Regions from separate parts of the Ovis aries genome. Here region 1 is linked to region 2. The links are chromatin contacts, called in public Hi-C maps. All regions are on one chromosome and are shown on one strand. Each heading gives the region's core, a stretch centred on a gene start, on an enhancer-like site or on the middle of the called end of the contact. The rest is flanking DNA. Distances are from core to core; before and after follow the strand shown.

Region 1 (6,313 bases), core at 1,538-4,037, 450 kb before region 2:
GAAATTACTAATACAATATTTCTTCAATTCTAAGAGGAACTTTTTTCTTTTCAGATGTCTTACATCCATGCAGATCTCAGATTCACTGGCAGTTGTTCTCCCTTAATAGCATGTGACCATGGTATGTCTGCAAGACATCAGTTAGATTTGTTGAAATATAGAAAATATACCTAACAATAGAAATAGGCCAGTGGCTATGTTTTAGTACACACATAAAAAAAAAAAAAATCTGCGTGCTTTAAACATAAAATCATTCTGACTGCTTTAACTTCCACTTTTTTCTTCAGTGGAAGACTCGCAAATGGCTTTGGAAATATAATTAATGATACTGATTATATTATTCACTCACTTTGACTGAAACATCACAAATTTAGTCACACCCTCAGATTATTAGTTGCTACAAATCTCAAACATAGTATTTATTCTTTTTTTATTCTGGTAAAACTATGGATTTTAAAAATAAATAATAGACCTCTTATAGTAATTTTTATGTCAGATTGAGAACATATAGGGCTATGTTATAATATGAATACCAGATAAAATGATGACACACCCAGCTTTGTTAGATGCAAAAGAGGTGCCTGTGGGATTTTTGTTTTCAAGATTTGTTTCCCCTTCTAAAAGAAAAAAATATATAACTTGGGTAGCTACTGGTCAAAAATTATTTGCTTCTACCCCACAAAAACATTCTTGTGTGTTGTTGATCCTTAGAGATCCAGTCAGATGTCGCCAAAGGGTGTTCTTTCCAGTAAAATTCTACATCTGACAACCTGGGCCTCTCCCCAGCCTACATACTCTAAAAGTTTGACAAGATAAGTAGAAATCTGCTGCCCAGCACTAGTTTGATCAGAACTGAAAGCTTAATTATGTTAGGTTAGCCCTACCTAACCACTTATCACTGGCTTATAGAAAAACAGTCTTATGGTTTTAAGGCCAATCTTTATTATAATTTTAATTTTCATACCTTAGAACAAGAGATGTCTGTGGCCAAATTAACATGTATTTTGACTACGTGGGAACTTTTTTTTGCCACATTCTTCACAATGCTCTTCATGAGGCTTCTTTTCAAATCATCAGGATGACTGGGTTGCCAGTGTGGTCCTTGGACGGTTCACATCCATGATCTGTGATGATTTTTTCACATCAGTGACCTCCCTCAATTTTAGTCTCTTGAACAACATGCTGCTTTTACTAGAGGGAATGTCTCTGGAATCTGAATTATCATGAAGGATAATACAGTATTCACTGAGGGCTTACTATACATCAAGCTCACTTAACTCCCACAAAACACTACATAGAGTAGTTCCTAGTGTTCCCATATCACTGATGAGGTAAACTGAGACTTGGTCACATCCCCAGGGTCACAAGACTAGTAAGAAGGACTAGCAGCCAGGTCTAATATAAATTCAGAAGGTCCATTCTTTTATGCTACTAGTTATCACTGCCTTCTACAGTGTCTCTTTGCTTTGGCCTTTTAATTCCATATGATTGAAGTGACGAACATATAGGAGAAAATAAAAAGGAAAGGAGGAGGAAGGTTTGGGGAAGAGAGGATGAAGTGTGAAGCTATCTTTAATTTTGAAAATGTGGAAAACTAATACTTAAAAAGTAAAACTGATTCCCATCCTTTACTCACCATTATCATCTTACACAAAACTATGGAAATTCTCCTCTTAACTCTGGAACACTGCCTATTGTGTTCCAGTGGAAAGCTCCTCTGTTTGGGCAACCCAGGATTTATGACTGTGTGTGCTGTGCTGTGTGCTCAGTCATGTCCAGCTCTTTGCAACCCTGTGCATTGTAACCCATGAGGCTCCTCGGTCCATGGGATTTTTCCAGGCAAGAATACTGGAGTGGATTGCCATTTTCTCCTCCAAGGGGATCTTCCTGGCCCAGGGATGGAACCCAGTCTCCCTTGCCTCCTACATTATCAGGCAAATTCTTTACCACACTGCACCACTAGGGAAGCCCATCCAGGATTCAAAGGGGAGTTTAAATCATTCAATAACTATAGTTAACCCGTTTGGTTAAGAGAGCAAGTAACTATTGCCCCCCCAAAATGCTCTTTTCTGCCTTTCACAAACAGCACCAAAATAGCTCTGAAGGGATTAGCATAATACATCAACATCTGTGCTGTACCTGGAATTGTTAAAATAATAGTGATGACAGGTGTCTAGGTACCACTTTCTTAATGGTTTTCAATGTCTATTGATTTATTTTCATAGCTTTCCCTCCCTCTTTTACATCCTTGGCTTTATGAAGGAGCCGAGGAACAGATTTTGCAATAAAGGCTGATTCTCTATTCCAATACTGAAAAGAACTAATAAAAATAATCACTTGGCTTTTAAGCAGAAAGCTTCCATTTACAGTATTTCACCCTTCCCCCCCTTCTAAGCCCCTTGTTATCTAACATAATGGTTAGAATACATTTCCGTCTCTCCCCTTAATAATTTCATGCATTAACATCCTCTTCACACACCACACACACACACACACACACACACACACACACACACACACACGCAAGCACGCACAGCAAAAGGAAAAAAGAGGCAGCAGAAATCTCAGCTGTACTTCTAGCCCTTTTAAAAAGTTTGCTCTGTAAATTGGAATGAGGTCAGATTTGGAGCTTCTCATTGCACGCGGAGATTATTATTGCATCGGGTTCCAAGCCAATGGGAAGCTCGGGGGAGGGGCTTGGCACGAGGAAGCGTTGGTTACAGCGGCTGATTGGCCGCGGCCAAGACTGGGAAAGGATAAAGAGGCGCGAGGCGGAATTGGGGTCCGCTCTAAGCTGCAGCAAGGGAAACCGTGTGTGAGAGGAAGAGGCCTGTTTCGCTCCGGGTCTCTAGTTCTTGCACGCTCTTTAAGAGTCTGCACTGGAGGAACTCTGCCATTACCAGCTCCCTTCTTGCAGGAGGGAGGGGGAAACATACATTTATTCATGCCAGTCTGTTGCATGAAGGCTTTCTGGCGTCCTACCTTGCAACAAAATAATTGCACAAACTCCTTAGTGCCGATTCCGCCCACAGAGAGTCCTGGAGCCAGAGCCTTTTCTGCTCTGCATTGTAAGAGAGGGACTAACTGATAGAGACTATGTCGCTTTCCTGAGCTTCTGAGAGCGCTCGCGAACTGGAATCAACTGCTTCAGGGGAAGGAAAAAAAAAAAAAGACTTGCCTGGGAGGCGGCGAGAAACTTGCATTGGAAGCTTCAGCAACCAGCATTCGAGAAACTCCTCTCCACTTTAGCACCGTCTCCAGGACGCAGAGCCGAAAGACAGCGCAAACTGCGGCGCGGTGAGAGAGAAGAGCGAGAGAGAGGGAGATTCTCCAGCCTGGGAACTATAACTCCTCTGCAGGAGGCGGAGTGCTCCCGCCTCGCATCTTTTTAGAGACTTTTCTCTCTTCGCCCACCTCCGCCCCGACCAGGAGTTGAGCCGCCCGCTCGACCGCCGCGCACGTACCCCCGCTCGGCGTGCGCTTGGTCCCGGGAGCCAGGAGGGCCCGGCGATCGCGCCGCGGCCGCCGCGAGGGTGTGAGCGCGCGTGGGCGCCCGCCGAGCCGGGGCCATGGTGCAGCAAACCAACAACGCCGAGAACACGGAAGCGCTGCTCGCCGGCGAGAGCTCGGACTCGGGCGCCGGCCTCGAGCTGGGCATCGCCTCCTCCCCCACGCCCGGCTCCACCGCCTCCACGGGCGGCAAGGCCGACGACCCGAGCTGGTGCAAGACGCCGAGTGGGCACATCAAGCGGCCCATGAACGCCTTTATGGTGTGGTCGCAGATCGAGCGGCGCAAGATCATGGAGCAGTCACCCGACATGCACAACGCCGAGATCTCCAAGCGGCTGGGCAAACGCTGGAAGCTGCTCAAAGACAGCGACAAGATCCCTTTCATTCGGGAGGCGGAGCGGCTGCGCCTCAAGCACATGGCTGACTACCCCGACTACAAATACCGGCCCAGGAAGAAGGTGAAGTCCGGCAACGCCAACTCGGGCTCCGCGGCCGCCGCCGCCTCCAAGCCCGGGGAGAAGGGCGACAAGGTCGGTGGCAGCGGCCACGGGGGCGGCGGCGGCGGGGGCAGCCACGCAGGGGGAGGAGGCGGCGGCGGCGCGAGCGGCGGCGGCGCCAACTCCAAACCCGCTCAGAAAAAGAGCTGCGGCTCCAAAGTAGCGGGCGGCGGGGTCGGCAAGCCCCATGCCAAGCTCATCCTGGCGGGCGGCGGCGGGAAGGCGGCGGCGGCGGCCGCCGCCGCCTCCTCCTCCTCGTCGTCGTCGTCGTCCTCGTTCGCCGCTGAGCAGGCGGGGGCCGCCGCCCTGTTGCCCCTGGGCGCCGCGGCCGCGGCCGCCGACCACCACTCGCTGTACAAGGCGCGGACTCCCAGCGCCTCGGCCTCGGCCTCCGCGGCGGCCTCGGCCTCGGCCGGCCTGGCGGCCCCGGGCAAACACCTGGCGGAGAAGAAGGTGAAGCGCGTCTACCTGTTCGGCGGCCTGGGCGCGTCGTCCTCGCCCGTCGGCGGCGTGGGCGCGGGCGCCGACCCCAGCGACCCCCTGGGCCTGTACGAGGAAGGGGGCGCCGGTTGCTCGCCCGACGGGCCGAGCCTGAGCGGCCGCAGCAGCGCCGCCTCGTCGCCGGCCGCCGGCCGCTCGCCCGCCGACCACCGTAGCTACGCCAGCCTGCGCGCCGCCTCGCCCGCCCCGTCCAGCGCGCCCTCGCACGCGTCCTCGTCGGCCTCATCCTCCTCCTCGTCGTCGTCGTCCTCCTCCTCGTCCTCGTCCTCGGGCTCGTCGTCCTCCGACGACGAGTTCGAAGACGACCTGCTCGACCTGAACCCCAGCTCAAACTTTGAGAGCATGTCCCTGGGCAGCTTCAGCTCGTCGTCGGCGCTGGACCGGGATCTGGATTTTAACTTCGAACCCGGCTCCGGCTCGCACTTCGAGTTCCCGGACTACTGCACGCCCGAGGTGAGCGAGATGATCTCGGGAGACTGGCTGGAGTCCAGCATCTCCAACCTGGTCTTCACCTACTGAAGGGCGCGCGGCTGGGAGAGAGAGGGACGGGGCGGGTGGTGGGGTGGGGGGAGAACCAGAGAGGAAAATGAAAAAGGAAAAAAAAAAAAAAAGCGAACAGAGTAAAGAGTTGCAAGAGAAAAGGGAAAACAAGAGGGGGTTAAAAAAAAAAAAAAAAGGAAAAGGAGAAAAAAAAAAAGTGAGCAGGGCCGGCCTCGGCCGCGTCCGGGTGGTCGGAGAGCAACGCCACGGCGTCTGGGGACCCGCGCTCCCAACCCCCATCTCGCCGGCCGGAGGGACGCGGCGGAGGCGGAGGTAGACAGGGGCGACCTTTTATTGTTGTTCTTGGTGGTGTTGTTGATGGCGAAAAAAGCGACTTCGAGTTTCCTCCCCTTTGCTGGAAGAGACCCCCCCACCACCACCACCAGCCCTTCCAGCGAGCTTCCGGACTTGTCTGCACCCCCGGCCAGAAGCCGAGTTGGTAGTTTTCTAGCGACTGAAGGAATCGTCTATTCCTCTCTCATCGCTCCCTCGGTGTTTTGGGGCTACTTTACTTGGTTTTTTGTTTTTTTGATCCGGAGGGGAGGGGGACTCCGGCATGCCCCCGGAGGGGTTTTGTTCTCAGCATCCCCGTCCTCAGTCTCCCCCCCCCCCACCCCCCCCAAGAAGACCGAAGGCTCCGGGGCGTCGAATTTGACCGACTGCAGGTATTGCGGGGAGAGGGGAGTCGCAAGGGCCTCAGCGCCGGGACTGAGAGACTCCACGCTGGCGAATTCCCGTTTTGTTTTTGGAGGGCTTTTTTTTCCTCCCCCCCCCCCTCTTTTTTTTTCTTTTCTTTTCTTTTCTTTTTTTCTGCCCCTGCAGCCAGAGGAGGAGACGTTGAGTGACCGGCGCTCGGAAATGACCGGAGAACCTAGTTGGAAAGCCACACCAGCCAGGACGAGGGGCGGGGAGGAGAAGGCCACGAACTGGAAGGGGGGCGAGTAATAAAACTGAAATGGATTTGCACGTTCGGGAGAAGGTGGCGGCGTCTCCTGGGCCTCCGCCTCCTGCATCTCTGAAACCAGTGAGGTGAGACTTCACGGCCCTGCAGGCGCGGAGGAGAGGAGACTGTTTGATGTGGTACCCGGGGCAGTGGAGGGCGAGTGGTGTCGGGGGGGAAAAAAAGGTTTTTTGCTTCTCTTAATCGGAATCGTGATGGTGTTGGATTATTTCACTGGTGGGGTTAATATAGCATGTTATCCTGTCTATCTTTTAAAGATTTCTGTATTAAGACTGTTGAGCAGTTTTTAAAATAGTGTAGGATA
Region 2 (6,007 bases), core at 136-2,635:
ATTTCTTCAGAGATGCCTTTTTTTCTCATTGTTCTTTTAAGGAAATTTCTTCCTGGAGCACAAGAGGGGCATGTCTCACTTAAGCTCTGTCTCCCTCCTACTCCCCCTGCCTCGGCAACACAGTTGACCACATCAGCAGCCGACTCCAGTTGTCATGTGGCTTCTCATGTGATGCTGGGTCTGCTAGCACTTTGGAGCAAAAGCCTTTGTGACTCGGCACTCATGGACAGTAGCGTTCGGGGACAGGAGAGATTTTGGAGGGGGCGGGGAGGCCAATAACCCGAGAAACATCAGAAATAAAAGTCGCATGAAGTACTCTGATCTATGTATTATATATATTTTTTGAAATTTGATTTTAACTCTTGCTTTTTTTTTTTTTTTTTATGGTTTGTGTCTGTTTTTCCCACCCCCGCAGGCGCTGAGCTGCGCTGTTTTGTGTTTCTTTCTTTCTCTTTTTTTTTTTTTTTTAATTCTGAAGCCAGACCGTCTTTCCTCACAGCTCCAGGGCTGCATCGCTGTGGGCACGCCAAGCTTCTCCTGGTTACCTGAGCTGCTCTTGCTGTCTCCCGGCTTCGGCTTCTTCATGGCGCACGGGAACCCGGCATCATCGGTCTACGCAGCGCAGAAGAAGGACCTGCTGGTGGAGCTCTGGCCGGGGTCCCCTCGCAGGCGAGGGGACTCGGAGGACAGGGTGATGCGAGAGAAGACCCAGGGTGGGATGGATAGAAAGAACGCCAAGGACCGGGGCAGGAGAAGTTAGGAATTTGATCCGTCCAATGCCCACTGGTCTTCCCCACGGCGCACCCAGCTCGGGCTGCTCCCAGGGATTAGTCTGGGAGGAAGGACCCGTGGCGAGATGTGGTGGCATTTTACTTGAGAGTGGAGCTGAAGATGGATAAACCTGGTCTCTGATGTGTCTGCGTGCCTGCCTGCCGACGAGGCAGAGTTGGAGAAAGGCAGAGCAAGGGAGCGAGCGCCTGAGAAGAAAGAGGAGAGGTGGAATGCCGTTCGATTGTCTGCCGCTGGCCCTGCATTCGCATTCTAGGGAGGAAGGCATAATTTATAACCCAGATCTATGGGTGGAAGAACTGTAAATTGTAGTCTGGATGTCCCCGGTGCTGTCAAGGAAGAAACTGATGGGCTAGGTGACTGTACCAGTGTCCCCAGGGAGAAGATCAGCCTTGCAGCATGGATTTAAATGCATGCGCATGCATGTAGAGACATGAAAAGAGGGCGATTTCTGACCAGTTTACACAGGAAGTCTGTCACTTGGCTGGATCGGGCTTGATTGCAGCTTGTATTTTCAGCTTCAGCTCAACACCCATTTCCTGACTAGCTAGAGAGCATGGCCAAAGCAGCTGCATGCAGAATTTTCTTGTTAATGTGAAAGCAACCCTCCTCAGCTTTAACTCCTTGAAGTTCTGAATGCTCTGTGCTTCGCTCGGACTGACTGTAGGGTTTTGTTTGCTTCTTCTTCGACAGATCCCCTGTAAACACAGCTGTATTCAGTATGATGAAAAATTCTATCCAGTAAATAGAAATCTGATCAATTTAATCAAAATAAATGTATCCCAGATGACTTTGAGACCAGCTGGCTACCACAGGCTTCAGATGCTAAGCGCACAATGGAGATGAATGCAATCTTATATTTACGTGTTTCTGAATTCCCGGATCAGCCTGTAATTAAAAAAAGAAATCCTTTTGTAGGGAAGAGGTGGTCCTACCAGCTCTCAAGGTAGCTGGTTAGATTCAGGTGCGGATGCTGTTCATGAGATTTGGGATCACGATGTCGCATTTCGAGGGCGTGTGCCATGTGGCAGAGCAGAGTCATGCTCCACATAGAGAAAGCCTGCATCTACCTTGCCATCTGGAGACGCGGGTGCCCTCGGAACAGCCTCTGGTGAGGTTGGGGGAGGCACCTGAGGCTTCTTTTAGATTCCACTGCGTGGGCTCTGGTGCTCCAAGCCCAGCTCAAAACTGGGGGTGAGGTGCTTTCCCAGTTGTCATGGGGAGCTCTTCTGGGACGCCTGTCTGGCCCTTCCACTGTTTGTTACTATTTCTACAAAGGCGGCTCTGTGTGTTGGATTATGTTTGGCCAGCTGTTGGCGCATTCCTGCGGGTGGGGCTGGGTGGGGACCTGATTACTGTACTTGGAAACTGTAGATCTCTGTGCGTGGAGAGCAGGGAGGGAATGCAAAGAAAGCAGGTTGGAGAAGCTGATTGCTCTTAGAGATTTGCTCCAGGTAGTCCTACAGCACATGCAGAAAGGCTTCCAGTGTAGAGAAGGAAAGAGGGGATGATGGGGGGTGGGGAGCAATGAGGGAAGGAGAATGCAACTGAGCAAGCCCATCAGAGAGAAAAACAGACTTTAGAACTTCAAAGCTGCATAGACAAGCAGAATGTCAGCAGCTTGTAATTAGTGGTTCATGGTTGCGTCAGCGCCTGCACCTCTCCAAGAATAACTGTGTGATGTGTGCCACAGAGTGAAGAAGACAGTCATAACTAAGTTATCAAACCCAGTTCAAACCAGGGCAAATGGAGTCAGGAATTTTTCTGTGTTTGTAAATCAAATCCTGATGGATTACACGTCTAAGACTTGCTGGGTTCTGCATAATTGAAGGCTGGATTATCCATTTGTGCGGGAGGGTGGGGGGATATTGTATGTTCATTAAACGAAGCTATGAACCCTTAAAAATGCAGATGAATCGTGCATGCAAATATCAGCGTGCTCCCAGTCAATACACGGTATTTCCTCCAATAGCCCCAAGCAGCTGTTGCCAATCACCCCGTATCTCTGCATCCACACAGAGTTTTTGTTTGCTCGGTTTTTGTGCATTCACGTGGAGAGGAGTTAAAAGTTACAGTTCAGATGAAATAGGGTCAATTAAATGCGAAAAATCGCATCTTAGAATTGGGCAACTGCAGTGGGGTTCTGATTTTTGTTGCTGGCCCCCGTGTAAACCTTGCCGGAGCCTTGGCGGTCTCGCAGCCAAACAGCCTTCTGTTAGTAAGCCCGTGGGAAGTCAGGGCACCGCAGTGGTGGGGAGGCGAAGGCCACGTTCACTTCCCTCCCTTTTCTCTGGCGCTTAGAGATTGCCTTGTGTGTGACTCCAGCCCCACAAAGAGCCGGTGGGAGGAGCTGATTGGTCGGGAGGCTGGGGATGTTTACTCTTATTTGTTTTCAGCGCTCCTCCACGGCATTCATGCCGTATTTGTATTTGTGTTCACGCCGCACAATTACTCCTCGCCCTGCTTTGTTTCTCTGCCCGAAGAGAAGTCAATTTTAGTTCAGCCCCTCAGCTTTTGGCCTCCTGGGTAAAACGCGCCTACGTATTGCTTTCCCCGGGCCTGCGTTTCCCTTTTTAATGTGAATTAGGGGGAAATCGGTGGCCGGGAAAGCCGTGCATATTCAATCAGCTTTTGGAGCCGCGCCTGTCAGATAATTTAAATATATTTACTCTGGGGGTGCCGGAGCTGGCGTGGTCGGAGCCCGTTTTAATGTACCTCTTCGCTTTCGTCAAGGAGCGGAACCTGCCGGCTCAGGATGGCGTGTTCTGTGCACCCAACAGGGTGGAAGACATGATTTTGTTTGTGTTAGTTCAAACAGCTGGTCATTAATGCAGTCCCCATTTCGCCACTGAAGTGCGGGTGGACGTGAATGGTTGCCTGATTAATGCTGTCCCCTCCGAGGGTCCTTCACCCAGCAGTCAGGCTCGGAGCAGAATAATGTAGCATGATGTGATTGCTCTCTAACAGGGTAGTATGTCATTGTGTCACCAAGCAATTGAGGTTATTACGGGGCAGGGCAGACAGACGGGACAGTGGGGTTACTAGACCGTAGCATTTTTAGAAATACAGGCCTGACCTACTTAGAGTTATTCTCTCTGGCTGGCAGCTGCACGGAGCATCCAGTCTTCTGATAGGCTGAGGCTGTTGCTAGGGGGGAATTAGCCTGAATTTTTCCACACACAGACTCAGTGACTGAATGATAAAAGCTGACTGGAATTAAAGAGATTTGGTTTAGTATTATACAGATGGTTCGGCCCCGCTTTTCTTTCTCAAGTGCAAAGGAAGAGTGCAAAATACAGATTTTTGTGTCCGTCTTGTTCCTTGACCCTCTGGTTCTCCCCCACCAAAGAACCGCCAGAGTGAGGCAGTTATGAAATTTCAGTTAATCTCTTTAAAGTCGGGGGTCATGAAAATGATGTTGCAAATGGCAAGATATTTAAGCTTAAAGACCTCTGAGAATGACTAACAGAAGGTTAGATTATTTTTCCTCTTCTGTGCACTAAACTGTTTTGAAGTTGGGCATGCATCTTTCATGCTCTGTATATTTAAACTCTCTCCCCCTTTTGGGCTTGAACAAAACATTTATATAAATTCTCTTCTATCCAAACAGATAGAAGCTTGCAGTCTCTGGCTTGTTTAAAATAAGATGGTAAGGATTCCAGATTTGGATGGGGGAGGAAAATATATATAACACTTTTTTTTTTTTTAATTACAAAGTATTTTTTTTTCTGGGATATTTTGGGTTTGGCTTATTTTTTAAAAGCCAGCCTGGTGTTTGTTCTTGTGGATAAAACTTAACTGCTCCCACCCTACCCTCTTGGCTTCACAATGTACAGAAAGATACAGGTTTTTTTCTCTAGAAGAAAAAGTATCTGCTGAATTTATCTGCATATTGTTTTTCCTGGTTGCTCATATAAGCACTGCGTGTAGAAAGTTCACATAATCAATTTTATATGATGACACCCCTTTTTTAAAATCTACTCCTGTATTCTCCAAGTATCTCTGAGTTTGTGATTTTTTTAATAGATCTTTTCCAGAGGCAGATTTTTTTAACATAGCTCCTTTAATGGAAACTGGAAGTCCATCAGGATAAAAATTAAAACAATATATAGTCAAAAATATGTTTTTTTTCTTGTTTCTAATTGCATACTATCTGTGCTTTGGCCACAGTGTCCGTTACCTTATCTGTTCCTCTGCTGAAAGTAATCATTATCCTGTCTTTTTGATTTGAAATTAATTTTTGTAAGAACATGCTGTGATATCACAAGTACACATGGAACTTGGCTACGTTAGGGAGAGGAAGAATGCAGTTTCTTGTAAACGTCTAACACTGGATTCCTTGGCCATGTGGAAAAAAAGTAAATTTAGATGTGGGGTTTTCTTTTCATTTTAGGATTTCAAAAGTATACAAGTCTATATGTTTTCAAATAGTGGTTTTCACTTACACCAGAAATCATAGTCCAAAAAAAAAAAAATGATCTAATGATGTCAGGGCCAAGAAACTCATCAATCTTTTCTCTTTTTTAAGCCAGCAATGTTTACATTTCATCATATAACTATAACATCAAGCTAAAACAGTGTCTTTTCTGATATTGTAGACGTTTCTTACCCTAACTAGCTTTGAGAATCCCCCAAATAACATTTTTTTGTAAAGATTTCCAAACATCCTAGTGATTTTTCTTTACTGAATAAAATACCAATGTATATTTGTTGAATAAAAGGTTGCTTTTGTGTGCTGCGCCTTCCCAAAATGAAGCCATTTCATTTATTATGCTAATAAGTGAACATTTTAACTCTTCTTCTTTGGGTCAGTGGATGATCATTTAAATATTTTAAGTTCAAAGTTATAGAGATAAAATGTCTCTTTAAAATCACTTAGGGGAAAATGTTGACCTAGATTTATTAACATTTGTTAAAGGACAGATGTTTAATTCTTATGTTGACTATAGCCTGTGTCCAGGTGCCCGGGCAAATCAAATGTTTATTGTTTGTTTCATAATAAATTAATCACACTGAAGTAATTCAGTGTGTCTTATTTGATCATTAGATTGTGAAGAATTTTTCATTGTTGTGGCTTTTATCCATTACTGTTAGGTGGATCAAAAACAAAACAAGACTGTTATTTATGCTGCCTTGCTATAATTAAGCTTAACTTCTAGGTACTCACTTTGACTCTGTATGTTCATAGTGTTAATTTCAGCCAGTGCCATTGATCAAA

The links. Hi-C and Micro-C count contacts between places; a contact is called where the count stands out from the background.
Region 1: a contact with region 2 is called in a Hi-C map of hypothalamus, with 5 times the contacts expected there. The contact joins the promoter of SOX4 here to the enhancer-like site in region 2. A contact is called at or near these places in 3 of 16 Hi-C or Micro-C datasets (hypothalamus, omental adipose tissue and skin fibroblasts).

The regions. Positions count from the first base shown.
Region 1 is chr20:35,782,472-35,788,784 of ARS-UI_Ramb_v3.0, reverse strand. SOX4 (SRY-box transcription factor 4) reads left to right here and starts at 2,787. Exons shown (of 1, transcript XM_027959226.3): 1 at 2,787-6,313. The coding sequence starts at 3,570. The coding sequence ends at 5,027.
Region 2 is chr20:35,326,704-35,332,710 of ARS-UI_Ramb_v3.0, reverse strand. No RefSeq gene overlaps it. Among named protein-coding and RNA genes, the nearest start is that of HDGFL1, 390 kb to the right of the region's middle. Within about 2 kb of position 1,385, at least 12 of the 54 cell types and tissues checked have an H3K27ac peak or open chromatin away from gene starts, as enhancers often do. A contact at or near this core is called in hypothalamus, where this site is marked.